2 separate regions of the Mus musculus genome follow, and region 1 is linked to region 2. A link is a contact called in public Hi-C data. All regions are on one chromosome and are shown on one strand. The core of a region is the stretch at or near the end of the contact, and the rest is flanking DNA. Distances in the headings are between cores, read along the strand shown. Region 1 overlaps Gigyf2 (GRB10 interacting GYF protein 2). Region 2 holds the start of Gigyf2 (GRB10 interacting GYF protein 2).

Region 1 (6,259 bases), core at 2,090-4,589, 91 kb before region 2:
GTAGGTTTCTGGGTTATGCCAACACTTTGCTGCTGTTGCCTTGGGTTTTTGTTTGTTTTTTTGTTTTTTAGATAGGGTTCCACTATATAGCCCTGGTGACCTGGAACTCATGATATAGATCAAGCTGGCCTCAAATTCATAGAGATCTACCTGCTTCTATTTCGCTAGTATTAGACTCTGTTTTGAAATTGATGAAAGCTAGGTGTGGTGGTGCAATCAAGGTTAGGTTTAATCGCTTCTCGGCCTTTTGGCTAAGATCAAGTGTAAGGTTAGGTTTAGTGTGTACATAGTGAGACTATGTCTTAAAACAACAATGACACCCAAGAATTGCATTTCATCTCTGTGTCTGAGGTCTTCCATATATCAGGTTAATCAAGGGTCCAGTTTACTTATCTTTATAATAGAGACCAAGCTGGGCATGATGGCACCTGCTTTTAAGCCCAGCACTTGGGAAGCAGAGGCAGGCAGATCTCTTGAGTTTGAGGCTAACCTGATCTACAGAAAGAGTTCCAGAGCTATATAAATAGAGAAACCCTGACCTTGAAAAAAAAAATGAAGAAGGGAGAAGGAGAGGGAGAGGGAGAGGGAGAGGGAGAGGGAGAGGGAGAGGGGAGAGGGGAGAGGGGAGAGGGGAAGGGAGAGGGAGAGGGAGAGGGAGAGGGAGAGGGAGAGGGGGAAGGGATTCAACCATTAATCTGCTTGCCTCGTAGCATAGGCTAAAACCCACATGAGAAATGTGAAGCACTTTGATCAAGACACAGCTTTGGAACAGTAACTGCTGATATAACTTCAGGAGCTGAGACAAATGCCCTGAATGAAAATCTGAAGTAGGAGGAATTAAAAGAATGTCTCCATAATTGCTTGGCCCACGAACTTACATTAATGGTTAGGGAATCTCAGTGAACCACGACCCTGTGTGCCTTATCAATCTTTTTATCAGGTATCACGGGTAAAAGTAAAATTACCCCCACACATGCACACGTGTGTACACAGAAATGTGAAATAATGGAATGACCACCAACCTCATCTTCAGAGCCTGGAACTGCTGCAGAAGAAGAGCCAATTGTTGTTGCTGCTGAGATGACAAAGCTGCTTTCTGCTGTTGAGCCAAAACCTGTGCATACTGTTGTCTTCAAAAGTTTAAAAAAAAAAAAAGTATAACCTATCTACTCACATACAGTTCACATGATTGAAAGAAAAAACAAAACCCAACTTCTTCCCTCCTCCAACCACCAAACTCAGAAATATCAAATATATTTTATAATTCTATAAAGTCACAAAAATTTTTGATTCACATCATATATGATGTTCCTGAAGGACAGATATAAAATTGTGTGTGTGCACATATACATATGAAATAAATGACATGTGTGATATATACATCCTGCATATTGCAGAATGTCAAAAAATGTCAAATACCCATAAAATTTTCTAGATTATAAATGACAATAAGCAAATTTGAACACCTATTTCTTAATGAAGAACTCTGCAAAACTAAAATCACTTCTACAAAATTTTCTCAGATTTTTTGTTTCAGCGTGGAAATTTCTGGGCAACATTTTCTGGTGGCTGTGAAAGTTGCAAACAGAAAATGTCTTTAGGTTTACAGATGCAACTGCTCAGTTCTTCCCCTGTAATTTAACAGCAGTCACAGACAGCTAAGTCATATGATCCAATAATGTTTTGCTTAAAACAGGCAGCAGGCTACCAACACTTGACAGTGTCAATCCATCTACCTGCACAAATAATACTTCTTTTTCATGAGCCTAGTGCTCAGGAGACTAAGGCTGCAGAACATGAATTTTACGGCAGTCGGGGCTATACGGTTAAATATCTCAACACACACACACACACACACACACACACACGTAAGATAACAACCTTAGTGAGCTGGTCGTTGTTCTACACCATTCCTAACAACAAACTCTTTAACTTCTTCCTACCTTCTCCTCTGTTTTTTCTCTGTGCCCCTCAAAAAGTACTTAGTCAATAAAATGATTGTCTGGCTCTTTCTTCAGCAACTAAAGACCCTGAAAACCTAATTAGATGCCATTCTCTGGAATCTAGAATTAAAAGGCAAGCTACAATGAGATGGACAGTGGCACACACGTCACTAGTAGGCTACTCAAGAATCACAGAAGCCTTGAGTTCTCACTCTAACAGGTGAGACTTGAAGCAGATTCTATGTCAGGTTCTTTTGATGCTGCAGTGCATCCTACTGCATCACTCTCTTACTGGATTAAGAACTGCTGGTACTGGAGGTGCTGCATCTGGTATAAGGCAGTGAGTTCCTGCTGTCTGGTCAGGCGTTCCTGGTCCAATTCTCCCTGAGGGAAAAGAGGTACAAGAAGAAGCACCATGAGATAGACAGCAATGAGCATACATAGCATCGAGTATACACACCTACACACATGCACACGCACACACATAGCACACCACACGCAAGACCTTTGCTTCCTACTCCAAACTTGTGCCCTTCAAACCCTTAACTAAAAACCCCATTACCTTAAAAAACCAAGCAATGCCACCTAGTGGTATGAGGTGGCATTACCAACATAAGTCACAAGCAGTCCTTACTCAGCACTGTCATCCACTACTTCAAACTGAAAGCTGAACTGTGATCTACCAATCTGTTACTGTAATTGAGAAATTACCCAGCACTCTAAATCTTGGTGGCTTGTTTTAAAGATCACATAAAAATCACAGAAACAGGACAACATGAAAAAGAGTAAAGTGACCTAACAGCTGATAGGATGAGAACTCCTCCCTCAAATTAGGGATTTCTAACGCTAGTTATACACTGGAAGGTGGAAACACAGGCTAATAGTATTTTCATTGTATTTCAAAATAATTCAAAGAAGATGGCTGAAATTTTAGTTTTGTAAAGTTAAAATAGAGGCAAAGAAAATATAAGGTTTATAGTAATAAAAATAAAAACCTAAGATAACAGACTAACCCCTAGGCAAACCATATATGAACTTGTATTTTTCTGGCTTACTGATTATAGCTTGGAATAAAGCATCTGACATACAATGGGTTAGGGCAGGAAGAATCCTAAATTCAGAGATATCAGGAGTAAGGTCTAGTCAACACTTCACACGAGTAGCTGGGTTTTAAGAGTTCTGCTTGTGAAAGTCAGCTCTCTTATCAGTGCTTTGAGGAAGGAGGTAGCAGGTAACAAGCAACCTGAGCTTCCCAAAAGTTTCCCCTTGAAGGGTACAGACCGAGGCTTAGGTACAGCTTCAACTAAAGAGATGCAGACTGTGACTGGAGAAAACAAGGGGTGAGAACATGCCAAAAACCAAGCGAGCAGCTTTTAGCTCCTGACACATCAAAGTCACATTTCAACTTTAAGACAGGAAATAAGGCTCAAACTTGTCAGGTAAATTCAAGTAATGATTCACTATAATTGTTCTTGTGATTGAAAAGAAACAATTCTCAAAAATAATGTATGAATCATGGAAGAGAAAGTATGATGGCCAGCAAGCCAGTGAGTCTCATCCTTTAATAACAGAGGATACAGCACATTCACTGCCACCTATCAAACAATTACCGTGAAAATAACACTGGTAGCCTCAGTATAGCTGTGTAAGTCAACATCAGGTTACTGCAGAAATCCAGTATTCATGGTAAATTAAATAGTATCACTTTTATCAATGGACAACCACTACTTGCTTCAATTTAATAAAAACATAGACAGACACACACATAGCAACCTCTACTAGCAACTCAACTGAGAAAGGCCAGCCTCAAGAGAAAATTTTCCCAGCCAAAGGATTAGGCCTTCAAAATATCCTAACACAGTAAGTGGCACTTATATTTGGATAAGCCTCAAGTTCAAGAAATTTTATGAGCCAGAAAATAAGAAGGAGATAGAGGTGAGAGGAAAAGTGTACATTCTAAGTAAAAGTAATAAGAACTTTTCAGAGGCCAGCCATTTTGAAACACAGAAGATAAAAGCTTTGACATGAGCTATGAAAGGGAGAGAGTCAGACCATAAAGGACCTACAGGTTAGGTCAGGATAAGATATTGGTCTCATTCTTTATTGGTTAGAAAACCACCGACAGATTTTATACAGTATATATAGATGAATGCACAGTAAGTTCTGAAAAGGTCATTAGTGTTCAGTATACAATTCTCCCATTCAAAAATGCCCATTATCATTTCAATTTACTTCTATGAAACTACCAGGTTGGGTATGGTAGTTCATGCCTATGATCCCAGCAACTTAGGTAGGAGCAAGAGAACCACCACAAGTTTGAGGTCAACCTGGTCTGCAGAGCAAGTTCCAGGCCAAAACCCTGTATCAAAGAAAAAGAAAGAGAAACTACCATTCTTTCTTCCTTCACTGCAACCCTGGTTGTCATTCAAAGAGAAACAAGTACTCCTGTGTCTACTGTGAATCTCAGGCAAGTGGGAAGATACTCACCATATGAGGAGGGGGAGCTGGGCCTGGAGAGAAAGGAACCCTTCCCCACATTTTCATGATATCACCAAGGGGCTGGAAGCTTTCATCACATGCTCTCTTCACCAGCAAAGACATAGTAAAATAGCCCGCCTGAAACCACTCGGCCATCTCCTGATTGTTAAAGGGACCTAAACACAAGGGGAGTGAGAATGCTGTCAGGCTCAAAAATAAGTATATTCCCTGAGTCTCATGTTCATTCAAAATTTTATAGAATACCAGCTTACCTCAAAAAGTAACAAATAAGATTTTTTAAAATTAGATACAAAGGGAATTAAATTTTGAAATGCACAATGTTGTGTCCCCAAGCTGGGAGTTTAAGCCAGGACATTACTCATTTTCAGCAAGTACCCTGCTGCTGAGTCTCACCCCCGAGCAAGCTCCAGCCTGACGCGTCTCAAATTTGTCACCAATGCTTTAATGACTATACGCAGAATAACCGTCTCGCCCTCTGCAACAACTCACATCAGGAGCGTAAAATACACTGACGAGCTGATAGCATGTGCTGGATATGATCACTAAATTCTCAGGGCTACATTTGTTATGTTCTGTTGGAGATTAGTGATTTGTAAAAAGCAATCATCAACTGAACTAAGGCAAACTGCAATGAATGTACCCAACTAGACCAAATCTGGCCTTGAGAAAAAAATAGCATTCTTTAGTTGAGCACTTTAAACATAAAAACTTACAGAACAGAGACAAATTTTCAGTATTTTTTTAGCATTAAAAATTTTTTTTAGGTATGAATGGGTGTTTTGCCTATAGGAATGTCTCTGTACCACATATGTGGCTGGTCACAGAGGCCAGAGTGGGTGTGGGATCCCCAGAACCTGAGTTACAGATGGGTCTGACTATATAACTATGTAGATCCTGGGAGTAAGCCTGGGTCCTCTGGAAGAGCAGCACTTTTTTAACTGTTAAGTCATTTATCCAGTAATCCCATTTTTGTTTCTTCTTTCTTTTTTTTTTTTTTTTTTTGTTTTTTTTTTGTTTTTTCTGGACAGGTTTGGTCTGTGTAATAGCCCTGGCTGTACTGAATTTGTTTTACAGACCAGGCTTGTCTCAAACTCACAGAGATCTACCAGTTTCTGGCCTCTGCCTCCAGAGTGCTGGGATTAAAGGCATGCACAACCACAACTGATCCCCTCCAAATTTTTAATTAAAATAAAACACCGCATCACCACAGAATATGTGTGTATATATGCGCTGATACACGCACACACTGTCTGTCTGTCTGTCTGTCTGTCTGTCTGTCTGTCTGTCTGTCTTTCTCTCTCTCTCACACACACACACACACACACACACTCACACACCAGAATACTAACAGGAAAATCCCTAGCTTAGAAGCTAAAACCACTTCCAAATAATTTATGGCTAAAAGAATGTGTATGTCTCTATGTGTACTTGTACACTCCACATACACTAAATAAACAATGATAAAGTTAAACTTACTCTTGGAATAAGATGCTTCATTCAACTTATAAAAATGTATGAGTAAGCTGACTATAATGGTGGGGAAGGAAGGGTTACCAATATTTTATATGGTACATTACATATGGTGCAGAAATATTTACACCACCTTTTTTATCCTAAGGATGAGAGCTTACTTTGGTAGCACATATACTAAAAAAACTGGAATAGCATGGTCCCTATGCAAGGATGACACCCAAATCTGTGAAGCATTTTATATATTATATATGCAAAAGAGTTGAACTAAAAAACATTAGGAAATAAAAAAGATGAAAGATGAGAAGTCGGTTAAAATGGTTACCACTAAGCCTGACAACTAACTT
Region 2 (6,255 bases), core at 538-3,037:
AATCTAACCATACAAGCGGGAGATGATCAAGATTCTATAGGAGGCTTTGCTGTTATTAATGGGCAGCAGACTGATAGCTTTAAATGCAATTTCAGCTTACATACTTCAACTTTCAATCAATTTAAGGGACACAGCCCAATCATCACATCAAGAAGTATTTGTATATTTTTACTTAAGTATTTAGATGTCCAGAAGTGAGCGCAACACAAACAGAAATGTTTGTCCCTCAGCATTCACACTACATACTGTAGTACTTGTAGTCAAACAGAAAAGAAAGGAAAAGACAAGAATGGCAGCATACAGTACATAATCTCTTCTTCCCCAGCCACAAAACTCTAAATCCTTTGTCAAGTACCAAAAAAGGTATGGTCTTTTTCTTTCTAGCAAATCACCAACATCTTCAACGTTGGTATTTTTCCAGACATATGTCACTTCTAAATGTTTTCCTAGTGTCTTCTTATGTGACAGTGAAGTACATATCCCAGTCTAGGCAATCTAAAAGCTGCTACATTAGGGAAATATCATTAAATGAAGACAAAGTATATGTTCTAACCAAAAGGAAAAATTCTGCCAGTCAGAGCCACAAAAAAGGATGAAAACTCATGTACAAAAAGTAGGATAATAGTTTTTGTAATTTAGGAAGTCATTTGTTACTAAAGAGGAGTAACTACATAAGGAAGACTACAATCCCTGTATACAACACTCTGAAACATAATTACCTATAATTCAAGGTAGATGGGACTAGGTGGGAAGCCATCACTGATTGAGTCCCTTCATTTCTTAAGTTATGTTGGAATACTTACCTTCCTAATAGAACCACTAGGTGTGTTTAAGTGCTTTGACTTTCGAGAAAACTGGAGGTGAGGGGAGACCGTACTAGATAAATGCAAAGCAACGTTACTGCTTCCCAAACGCGGTCACACAATCAGCTCCTTTCACACCCTTCCTTACTTGCTGGCTTGATTTATATTTCAGCTACAAAACCAAAGTGTTCAAGAGTGCTTCGTGGGAAACTGCTTGCCCATTTCAAGCCGGTATGAACATTCGGGTCCCCGGGGCTGCCCGGGGCTCTACTTTCCCAAGCCTCTCAGTCCCAGGATCAGATCATGACTCCACCTTGCCTGGGGCCTGCTCAAGACCAGTCCTCCAGCCCTAGAAGCAGTCTTCCCCAGTCCAGATGCTCGGTGGAGAAGGCAAGGGCGCACCTCCCTGGGGCAGGTGCGGGCAGGAGCGCCGGCAGGAGCAGCTGTCGGCTCGCAGCAGCTGTTAGCCGGGGTACCCCGAGGCTGTGCGGGCGACCAGCCCCGAGGAGCGGGCAGCGGAAGGCGAACCCTCCGGCCTGACACTGCCCACCCCGCCTCCCGCCTCCTCTCCTCGGCTTCCCCCGCGATGCCACGGGGGCGAAAGCAGGGGGCTGCCCTCGGCCGGGACGCTCCCTGGACTGCCGGGACCCTCGCACGGGAGGAGGCTCCTGCTGACCTCGCACCTGCCCTGTCCCCAGGTCTGACGCCCCCAGCCGGCAGCGGCCGTGGCCGCTGCCGGGCAGCCTGAGTGTGTCCATGCGGCCGGCTCGGGCCGGAGCGGCGGGGACGCGACGGTGGGCGCCGGGCCACGGCAGCTCGGGGCGCTATGGCGGGGACTGGGCGCGGGATGGCCGCGGGCAGGGGAGACACACACCGAGCCACTGGTTACCTGCGGTCCGGGACAGGAGTCTCTCAGAACCCAAGTCAATCCTCAGCCTCAACAACACAAGATGGCCGACACGTCGCCACGCACGTCACGTGACCCCGCGCGCCGCGCCGCCCCCCGCCCCGCCTACATCCCCGCCTCACTCCCTCCCTGCTCTCCAGCTTCCCACGACATCGTTCCCTTCCTCGACGGCCTGCCCCTCCCCTCGGACACGCCCCTCCCTGAGACCCGGATGCAGGGCCGGGCGAGGACGGAGCCTGAGTAGCGCAGGCGCACAGTGGGGCCTTTGGCTGCATCTCCTATGGCCCTAGAGTTGAACTGGTGTCCCTAATTGGAGCCTGGCCAGAGGCCCTATGACTCACCGTCCGATGCACCCAATCCAGTGCCCGGTTGCAGTACAAAAATCTCCACATCATTTATGAGCTGGTTTTCCAAGCTAGAACTTTTCCACAGCATTTGGTCTAGCATTTTCCTGCCAGTTGGTCCATCATGGGGCAAATGGTAAAGCTGAAATTCAAAGCAGTTTCCTTTCTTATAGAACTGGAAATTCATCCTGGAGTACTGGAATGTGACAGCTGGGAAGGTTTTAAAAGTTCCTACACCTAGCCAGGCAGTGGTGGCTCACACCTTTAATCCCAGCACTTGGGAGGCAGAGGCAGATCGATTTCTGAGTTCAAGGTCAGCCTGATCTACAGAGTTCCAGGACAGCCAGGGCTATACAGAGAAACCGTGTCTCGAAAAACTAAAAAAAAGTTACTACACCCTTCCACTACATGTGGACCTACAACCCCCTTATATATACTGCCTTCCCATTTTAGGGTTGCGAGATAACGAATAGTAAACCCGGCAATACAGAATACAGGAAATTAATCTGCTGTCTTTCTGAAACTCATGTTTAGCTGGACATACTATATACTTTGATTTGCTAAACCTGGTACATCTACCATTTCAAGTCACCCGGGTCTTTCTGGGACCATTAGTCTTTTCCTGCCTTTCTACTACCTTTGGTGTTTGGGATCCACTCAGTTTCACACAATCACTGCAAAATATCCTCCAGCATTTATCATAGGTCTTCCCATCAACATAAACTTAAGTTTCAGAACACAGTGGCAGACTCCCAACCTAGTCGTTTGGGAGCCCTGGATTCAACACTTGGAAAAAAAATACACACACACACACACACATACATACATACATATATATATATATATATATATATATATACCAACTTCCTCCTCTGCCTCCCTTCCTGAGTCTTGATTCCCTTTCAAAGAGAGACTGTATAAAAGAGCATTAAATTCAGAGAATGATCATTAATCTTGACTGTGATCATTAATCTTGACTGTCAACATGATGGGATTTGGATTCATCATGGAAACAAATATCTGAGCAAATTTATGAGAGATTATCTAGATTATGTTATTTGATGTGGGGAAACCCGAGAGTAGGTAAAGTGGAAAATACCATTCCATTCCATAAGCTAGAATTCTATAGTGTATAAGACCTAAGTGAAAAAGCTACACAGAAACATTCAAAGGTTCCATCAGTCTCAACTTCCTGACCTTGGAAGCAATGTGACTACTCCCAAGGTGGACCATACTCTTGAATTGTGAACCAAAATAAGGCCTTTGCCTCTTAAGCAAATTCTTTTGGGGTATTTTATTACAGCAACAGGAAAGGTAGCTAATACATGGGGAGAGAACAAAGGAAAAGGAAAATATGGATGACACCAGATAAGTTCAGCAGCATGAAAGTCTGAAGGGCCCATTGAAGAGCTGTATTACTGCCAGCTTCCGGTGTTGCTGACCCTGATGAGCAAGGATATGCTCTCAAGAAAAGGTGTCTTTAATTTGGTTTGGTTTGGTTGGTTGGTTGATTTTTCAAAACAGGGTTTCTCCACAAAGCTCTGGCTGTCCTGAACTCATTCTGTAGACTAGGCTGCCCTTGAACTCACATTGCTCTGTCTGCCTCTATCTCCTATGTACTGGGGCTGAGACATGTACCGCCATTACCTGGCTCACAATGAAAATTTAAGCAGGAACTCAAAGCAGAAAACATGGAAAGGGTTGCTTACAAACTTGTTCCTAGGCCCACTTCTTACAAGTATTCTTAGACAACCCAGGACTGCCTGCCCAGGGATTTTGCTGCCTGCAGTGGGCCAGGCCCTTCTACATTAGTTAACAACCTGGGCAATCCCCTATCAACAAGCCCACAGGCCAATCTAATTTAGGCAGTTCCTCAATGGGAAACCCATTCCTCTCAGATGACTCTGGGCTGTGTCAAATTGACAATTAGGGTTAATTAGAATACTGCCTTGAGTTTAAACCACAAGAAGAGGCCCATGTGTGTGGCTTTTTCATCAACAGTCCCAACTGAAGCCTCAGCCAACAGCTAGCATCAACAGCCAGAAGAGTGAGTGGAAAAAACCACTAGAGGAATCTGGCCCTGCCAGTCCGGTCATCCCAGGGCACCAAAGCCCAAGACATCATGAAGGAGAGACAAGTACCTTCATGGCACTTTGTCTGAATTCCTGATCTATTGACTCCTTCAGCATAATAAAATGGACATTTGAAGCCATTATGTCTTGCAGTAATTTGTTTACAGCAACAGAGTCTGGAACATCATGATTATGGATTAAATTGTGTCTCCCAAAAAGGTAAGCTAAGACATCCTAACCCCCAAGTACCTCAGAAAGTGACCTTATCTGAAGACCGGTCTTCATAGGCTACTCAAGATAAAATAAGATGAGTTAGGGTAGGCACTAATTTAACATGCCTGGTGCCCTGAAGAAAATAGGGAAATAAAGCCAGGCCTATAATCTCTGTGCTCAGGAAGATGAAGCAGGAGGATCACTATGAGTTCAAGGTCACTCTGAACTATATAGTAAGACTGTCTTTCAAAACTCGTGGTGGTAGGGGAGCATTGGACAAAAATACACACAAGGAGATTATCATTTGAAGATGAGGGCAGAAGTAAGGGTGATGTTTCTACAAGCTAGTAACACCAAAAATTGCTGGCAACCAGTGAGAGAGGCATGGGACAGAGTTTCTTTCACCGCCACCGAAGTCAACCTACAAACAATTTGACATCCAACTTCCAAAACAGACTTGTCTTAGTTGCTTTTCTATTGCTGTGAAAAAAAAAAAACACACACACACACACACCATGAACAAGGCAACTTACTAAAAGAAAGCTTTTAACTGGACTTACAGTTTCAGAAGGTTATAGTCGATGATGGCAGAGCAAAGGCATGGCACTACGAAATGTTAGAGCTCACATCCCAATCCACAAACAAGAAGTTGAGAGAGGATGATAGAGAATATTTGAACCTGTTCCTAGTTGTGTTGTGGCTCAGTCCTTAGCATACTCCTTTAATCCCTCTGGCTGGAATACAGACACACCCTTAGTACTCACCTTTAATTCCAAACAATGAAGTTAAAGTGAGTTTGTAGAAAAAAACATGGGAAGCACCCATGTTTGAAAGTCATGTCTAATTGAGTAGCAGAAAAAGTGATGAATTGGAGAAAGAGTAGACAGAATAGGATCTGCCCAAGGAAAGAGAAGCTACTTAAGGGAGAGACAGACAGGACAGGAAAAAGAGTATAGTCCAGGAAACAGTAGAGTTCTTGGAGAGCAATGCAGTAGAGTTGAGAGGGAAAGTAGAGTAGCACAGAGAGGGAGAGGGAGGCAGTGTTACCAGGAGAGTTTTGGGTTGTTGGTTTTTTGTTTTTTTGTTTTGTTTTGTTTTGTTTTGTTTTGTTTTTGAGACAGGGTTTTTCTGTGTAGCCCTGGCTGTCCTGGAACTCACTCTGTAGACCAGGCTGGCCTCAAACTCAGGAATTTGCCTGCCTCTGCCTCCCAAGTGCTGGGATCAAAGGCGTGCACCACCAGGCCCAGCTACCAGGAGAGTTTTACAGAGACAGATTGAAGAGAGAACATGCTAGACACAGGTAAAGACAGAGAATGAGGAAGATTAGAAAAGATTGATAGTTAGTCTGAAACCAAGTCGAACAATTCAGAGGCAGAGAGAAAAGCCGATTGACTAAATCGACTGGGAGAGGAGGTTGAGTCAGAACAGCTGAGTTGAAAAAGCCAGCTAGAATTCAGAAAGAACAAGAAAAGGTGAGTGCTTTCAGTTGTAAGTTTCAGAGGCTGCAAACATTCTAGGCATAGAATAGATTGTACTTGAACAGAGGCTAGGAGTTTCCAGAACTATGCCTAGGTTAGCAGACAAAGGCAGTAAGCCTTGGAGATGACAATCATTCAGACAAATAAAAACCACTTTTACACAAGGACACACTGGGAATGGCCAAGTCTTTTGAAACCTCAAAGCCTGCTCTCAGTGACACACCTCCTCCAACAAGACCATATCCTTAATCCTTCCTGTGATGGCTAGTCTTGGTTGTCAACTTGGCTACTTCTGGAATTGACTAGAAACCCTACTCACCGGGCACTGTGAGAGATTTTTAGTTAATTGGCTTATTTAACATGATGTCTCAGTTACTTTTATATGGCCTATTTGAAGTAGGAAGACACACCCTAAATCTGTGCCACACCTCCTTGTGG

What was found. A called contact is a pair of places that touch in the nucleus more often than the background predicts.
Region 1: a contact with region 2 is called in a Hi-C map of CD8 T cells, with 2.0 times the contacts expected there. The contact joins the enhancer-like site here to the promoter of Gigyf2 in region 2. A contact is called at or near these places in 1 of 39 promoter capture datasets (hippocampal neurons), 3 of 484 Hi-C or Micro-C datasets (CD8 T cells, the HL-1 cell line and nephron progenitors), 6 of 115 datasets of contacts at active chromatin or transcription factors (embryonic stem cells, extraembryonic endoderm stem cells, fetal liver and 1 more) and 4 of 9 other capture datasets (adipose tissue, embryonic stem cells, liver and 1 more).

Annotation. Positions count from the first base shown.
Region 1 is chr1:87,415,156-87,421,414 of GRCm38.p6, reverse strand. Gigyf2 (GRB10 interacting GYF protein 2) reads right to left here. Exons shown (of 29, transcript NM_146112.4): 15 at 4,431-4,597; 16 at 2,236-2,327; 17 at 1,023-1,130. Among named protein-coding and RNA genes, the nearest start is that of Kcnj13, 24 kb to the right of the region's middle. Within about 2 kb of position 3,339, at least 7 of the 459 cell types and tissues checked have an H3K27ac peak or open chromatin away from gene starts, as enhancers often do. A contact at or near this core is called in CD8 T cells and memory CD8 T cells, where this site is marked.
Region 2 is chr1:87,322,530-87,328,784 of GRCm38.p6, reverse strand. Gigyf2 (GRB10 interacting GYF protein 2) reads right to left here and starts at 1,787. Exons shown (of 29, transcript NM_146112.4): 1 at 1,693-1,787.